2 separate regions of the Mus musculus genome follow, and region 1 is linked to region 2. A link is a contact called in public Hi-C data. All regions are on one chromosome and are shown on one strand. The core of a region is the stretch at or near the end of the contact, and the rest is flanking DNA. Distances in the headings are between cores, read along the strand shown. Region 1 has its middle 13 kb from the start of Gm29864. Region 2 has its middle 12 kb from the start of Gm36862.

Evidence for each region. A called contact is a pair of places that touch in the nucleus more often than the background predicts.
Region 1: a Hi-C map of the P5424 cell line shows a contact between it and region 2, with 3 times the contacts expected there. The contact joins two enhancer-like sites. A contact is called at or near these places in 1 of 15 datasets of contacts at CTCF or cohesin (the NIH/3T3 cell line), 67 of 484 Hi-C or Micro-C datasets (B cells, the BV-2 cell line, the Ba/F3 cell line and 43 more), 12 of 115 datasets of contacts at active chromatin or transcription factors (bone marrow-derived dendritic cells, embryonic hindbrain, embryonic stem cells and 2 more) and 1 of 9 other capture datasets (embryonic stem cells).

The regions. Positions count from the first base shown.
Region 1 is chr12:17,660,262-17,663,427 of GRCm38.p6, forward strand. No RefSeq gene overlaps it. Among named protein-coding and RNA genes, the nearest start is that of Gm29864, 13 kb to the right of the region's middle. Within about 2 kb of position 1,375, at least 37 of the 459 cell types and tissues checked have an H3K27ac peak or open chromatin away from gene starts, as enhancers often do. A contact at or near this core is called in the P5424 cell line, where this site is marked.
Region 2 is chr12:17,567,470-17,570,473 of GRCm38.p6, forward strand. No RefSeq gene overlaps it. Among named protein-coding and RNA genes, the nearest start is that of Gm36862, 12 kb to the left of the region's middle. Within about 2 kb of position 1,297, at least 26 of the 459 cell types and tissues checked have an H3K27ac peak or open chromatin away from gene starts, as enhancers often do. A contact at or near this core is called in the P5424 cell line, where this site is marked.

The DNA.
Region 1 (3,166 bases), core at 125-2,624, 93 kb after region 2:
CAAATGGACCCTTTCTCTGTGGATTTGCTTAGTGACTTAGAATTATCAAGAAGATTGCCTGGGTATCTGGTCTTGATTTCCTTTGCCCTCTCTTGAAAACTCTGAACGTTCTAGAAGTTTCCAATTCATATCTGGCAACTTCATGAGGAAACCCTGTAGATGCCATAGGTTCTAGAAGACCCAGAGTTACCATAGACTTCGGAATCATTGACCTGTGAACATGACCTACTCCGACCAGGGCTGGTTCCTTGGGGTCCTTTCTCATGAAGGTCAGTTATCTTTGAAAATACCCTTTCTGGATTTCTGAGAAATCTGGGTATTCCAGCTACCAGGGCTGGAGAGACAGCTCAATGATTAAGATCCGGGACTGTTCTTCCATAGGACCCAGGTTCAATTCCCAACACCCACATGGCAGCTCACAACTGTTTGTAACTTTAGTTCCAGGGGATCTAACACTCTTACACAGACATACATATAGGCAAAACATCAATGCACAATAAATAAATCTTTTTTAAAATTTGCAGAACTGTGCTCTGTCTGTATTGAAACCTTGCAGTTTCTCCTAACCTCTGTTTCCCTCCACATAAGATAGTGCACCCCTGTTGTCCCAGGCATTCAGGAGCCCAAGGACCTTATAAATCCAGGACCCTGAAGCCAGCTGGTCAGTATGGGACACCGTCTCAGACCAAAATAACAAAGCCACAATAGGCGTATGCAGTTGTGGCCAAGTGACTATAGTGATAGATTAGAAAAAAATATATATAACAATAAAGCCAATAAAATACAATGGTGTTAATACATATATCCTTGTGTGTTCAGAACATTCAGTTCTGGGGGCTGGTGAGATGTCTCAGGGAGAAAACCTGTAATCCCTGGGACCCACATGATAGGAGAGAACTGACTCCCTCAAACTGTCCTCTGACCTACACACAGGCACTATGGCACATGCATGTACACTCAAGCTCATATGCACACTCATGCTAACACACACACACACAATTTTAAAAAATGTCTATTCTGTCTAGGTGTGGTGGGGTATGTTCTTAAGAGATCGAGGTAGAAGGATCAGGAGTTTAAGGTCATTTTTGCTACATAGTGAGTTCAAGGTCAACCTGAGCCACCTGAGACCCTGGGTTTTTGTTTGTTTGTTTTGTGTGGTTGTTTTAATCACTCATAAAATACTCAGTTCCACAAACCCTATCTTGTGCTCAGTGCTATGCTGGGTACTGGGCCAGGTGTCCCAGAGGCAAGAACAAAAACCCTTCCCCCTCAACTTAACCACAGCCCAGCAGGGAGTGTGTCCCAGAGAGTGATAGGCCTGGACACCAATGGGCTTGTTCTCCCAGAGGCCTGGCTTTCCAGAAGCCCCTCCTACAGGACCACCTCTTGTCTTCTGAGGCTGAGAAGCTGCCAAGGTTCTCTGTGTGTCAGGTTACACCCATGGCTGTGCCAAACAACAGCTGTCCTTCGAGAGGCTCTCCTGGTGCAGTCCTCCACCTGCTGTGAGGTGACCTTCTGAAACTCAGGTTTCCTTAGCTGTCTCCAGATCCCGCCGGCCTTTTCTGTCTGAGGGCTGGCATGTTGCCAGGCCTTAGCTTATAAGGATGGGCCTAAAACCCTCTCTCCCTGGAGAATCGTGCAGCCAGGAGGAGAGGCAAAACTGCAAACAAATAGCGCAACAGCTTGCTCCCGAGAGCTCACAGGTCCTAGAAGGGGAAATGGAACCTGCTAACCAGAGGAGAAGGAGGAGGAGGAGGAGGAGGGGGAGGAGGAGGAGGAGGAGGAGGTAGGGCAGGCTGACAAGAGGAGCTGATGAGCCACAAGTATAACTAGGAATGAGGGGTAGCCATGCTCTTTGCAGGATGATGGCACTTGCCCCATGCTTGCCTCTGTTTGGGCTCTGGATCAATGTCCCAAGGACCCTTGGAAGGAATGTAGGAGAGTCTCCTGTCTGTGATTATTGTAATAGCGTCTGACTCTAAGATATTGAAAGATGAGTCAATCAGTGAGAACACGAGGGAGAGGCAATTTCAAATTACATTTAAAATGGGGCTGGGGAGGTAACTCAGTATTTAAGAGCACACACTGCTCTTCCGGAGGACCTGCCTTCAGTTCCCAGCACTCACATGGTTCACAGCTGCCTGTAACCTCACCCCTAGGGGATCCAACATCCTATTCTGATCTCTTTTGGCACTTGCATGCATGCCCACAAATGGGCACACATACATAGAAACTAAAAAGATGCATCGAGATTTCACAAATACTGTGCTATGTCTTGGGCAGGGATGGAAGGATGCACCTTAGAGCCAGGGAGTCAGGGACTCACTTTGTAGGCAACACAAATATATCACATAATTCCATACAACTGTTCTCCCAGTATAGCTCGATAGCGCCTCTGGGGAATCTCTCTAAGACCATTTCGGGAAGTCTGCAAGCAAAAGCCATTACAAGGAATGAAAGTTGGTTTGCTAGGATGTTTGCTAGGCACACAGGAAGTCCTGAATTCCATCTCTTATATAAGACAGGTGTGCTGCTGTATACCTGTGACCCTAGTATTTGAGAGGGTCAGAAGGTCAAGGCCATTCTCCTCTACATAGTTAGATAGAAGTCAGACTAGGGTACATGAGACCCTGTTGAAAAACAAAATGATTCTTTCTTATTAAAAATATGATTTATTTTTATTTTATGTTTATTAGTGGTTTGCATACTTCTGTGTCTGCGTGAGGGTGTTGGATCCCCTGGAACTGGAGTTATAAACAGTTGTAAGCTGCCAGTGGAGGCTGGGAATTGAACTCAGGTCCTTTGGAAGAGTAGTAGTCAGTGCTCTTAACTGCTGAGCCATCTCTCCATCTCCCCAAACCATTTCTGTAATACTGCTAAGGCCTTGTTAGTGTGGTAGTCTCTTCTCACAGGTGCAGAAAGGCTTACTAGGCCTGTGCAGTAATCAAACGCAGAAGCGACCGAGAGCTCCTCCGTCAAGCCAGCTTTTGTAACTGTAAACCAGTGATATGCATCTCAGTAAACATGCTGTTTGAGGAAAAACACAGATGCTCTTTTTCCACCAAGACTGTTATTATAGTAATGTGTGACGGATTGAATGAAGGACTGTATAATATCAATTAAGAGCAATATAATAGCTGGACAGTGGTGGTACACATTTTAATCT
Region 2 (3,004 bases), core at 47-2,546:
ATTTTTTAGTATTTGTGAAATATGTCCCACGTGGGTGTTAGAAACTGACCTCAGATCCTCTAGAATCCTTATTACCTCTTACTCACTGAGCCATCTCTCCAGCCCCTCTTTTCTTTTTTTCTTCCATTTATGTGTGTGTGTGTGCGCGCGCGCACATTACCCCCCACCCCCCCAAACCTGTGCATGCAGCTTATGCAGTTGCTCATAGAGGTCAGAGGAGGGCGCTGGATCTCCTGGAGCTGGAGTTACAGCAGGTGGATGTGACCTACCTAACATGGATGCTACGGAAACAAAATCCATTCTTCTGCAAGAACACAAAACACTTTTTTTTTCTTTTTAAAGATTTATTTATTTTATGTATGTGAGTACACTGTAGCTGTACAGATGGTTGTCGGGAACTGAATTTTTAGGACCTCTGCTCACTCCAGTCTGCCCTGTTTGCTCAGTCCCTGCTTGCTCCGGCCCAAAAATTTATTTATTTTATACATAAGTACACTGTAGCTGTCTTCAGACACACCAGAAGGGGGCATCAGATCTCACCACCATGTGGTTGCTGGGATTTGAACTCAGGACCTTCGGAAGAGCAGTCAGTGTTCTTACCCACTGAGCCATCTTGCCAGCTCCCATGAAACACTTTTTAAAAATAGATTTACTTATTTTATGTATATGAGTACACTGTCATTGTCTTCAGACACACTATTAGAGGGCATCAGATCCCATTACAAATGGTTGTGAGCCACTGTGTAGTTGCTGGGAATTGAACTCAGGAAGAGCAGCCAGTGCTCTTAACCATTGAACCACCTCTCCAGCCCCCACAAAACACTCGTAAAACACTGACCCTCCTATTCAGCTCCAAATCCCTACTTTTCCTTATCTTGTTCTGGACTAAGCCCAGTCTACCTACTGCTACAAAGTCCCATTACTGCGACCCCATGCCACGGACCACCCAGCCGGGTATGGGCGGTCCCTGGGATGTGGGTTCTCGAGGCCAGGTGGGTAAGGATTTGGATGCTCTAAGTCTCTTGAATCTTGTTCTCCAGCACACGGGGCAACTTCTACTGGGCTGCACCTGCTTTCTAGCCGATCTGAAAACATCTGAGCAACATGCTTCCTCTCGCTGCTCTGAGGGTCAGCGTCTTCTGTCTTAGAAGGTCCTCTGCAGCCCCGCCCTCAGGCATAACTTTGCTGGCAGACATAGGTGTTCCAAATCTTTGAGAATGACTTCACAAGCCTCTCGATTCTAGAAAACCCAGTGTCAGACACTATTTTGTCAACTTCCTTTGGTGTCTCTGGAGCTGCCGTGTGGGCTTGCGCTTCCTGCCGCAGCCTGTCTTTCATTGTGTTCTTTATGGTGTCAAGGCGACTCCTAGCTGCCACTCGTCATAGGAATAAAACCCTTATCATCTGTATTAAGGCGATTAATGGCAAATAAAGCATGGCTTAATAGTTGATGAGGTGAATAATAATGACCACTAGACTTTAATCTCTGAAGTTGTACCTTAAGATTTTGATGAGTCCTGGCCAGGCAGTGATGACGCATGCCTTTAATCCCAGCATTTGGGAGGCAGAGGCAGGTGGATTTCTGAGTTCTAGGCCAGCCTGGTCTACAGAGTGAGTTCCAGGACAGCCAGGACTACACAGAGAAACTCTGTCTCGAAAAAACAAAAACAAAACAACAACAACAACAAAAAGATTTTGATGAGTCCTTTCTATAGTAGCCTGACCTTGGGGGTTATATGGAATTCCATGTACATAGGCCAATTTTCCAAATTTTGGGACATGAGTTATGTCCATTTGCCACAGAACTTGAGGTTTAAGGCCCCTTGGGCTAACTTCCATTTTTTCCCCCCCAAGACAGGGTTTCTCCGTATAGCCCTAGCTGTCCTGGAACTCACTTTGTAGACCCAGTTTGCCTCGAACTCAGAAATCCACCTGCCTCTGCCTCCCAAATGCTGGGATTAAAGGTGTGCGCCACCATCACCCAGCTTAACTTCCATTTTTAATGAGTGATATACATCAGGACAATGTTTGCAATCCTTCACAATTTGTCTAGCCTGTTCTCATGTCAAATCCTTCTCAAGGCCAATGCATTCTGATGATGTAAAGCATGACTTTCCAATGCTTGTTCAGCCATACTAGCAGTCACCTGTTCCTTCGTTAATAAATCTGCCATAGAATCTCCTGAAGCCAATAGACCTGGCAGGTCAGTATGTCCTCTGATATGTCCTATAAAAATTTGTCTTTTTCTTGATTGAATTATATTTTGCAGCAGAAGCAAGAGTGATATAATTTTTGAACTCCCAGATATAAGAGCTGTCTCTATATCAGGAAATAAATGAACTACATATTTTGAATTTGTATAAAGATCGAACTCTTCAGGTATGTGGTCGAGGGCAGTAATAACTGCAATAATGCCGGGCGTGGTGGCGCACGCCTTTAATCCCAGCACTTGGGAGGCAGAGGCAGGCAGATTTCTGAGTTCGAGACCAGCCTGGTCTCCAAAGTGAGTTCCAGGACAGCCAGGGCTACACAGAGAAACCCTGTCTCAAAAAAGTCAAATAAATAAATAACTGCAATAATTTCTGCCTACTGTGCAGAAATTTCTTTTGCCCTTTTAATAGTTACAGGTCTATCTTTTATAGAGACAGCTGAGGTTCCATTGGATGACCCATCTGTAAATACCAAGAGGGCATCAGAAATGGGTTCCAATGCTATTTTAGAAGGAAAGATTATCTCTGTTTCTTCTACAAACTTTAATATAGGGTATTGAGGTACATGATATTTGATTTGCCCCATATAATGAGCTAATGCTATTCCACAATCATCTGCAATTGGAGTAAATACTCCAATTGTTCCTTATTATAAGGAATGATAATTTCTTGCATTTCTTTACCAAGTAATTCCCTAGATCTTAACCTCCCTTTAATAATTAATTGACTACACATAAAGGGATAAGAAGATACCATTTTTACTTGAATATGAGGTAGATAAATCTAATCTAATA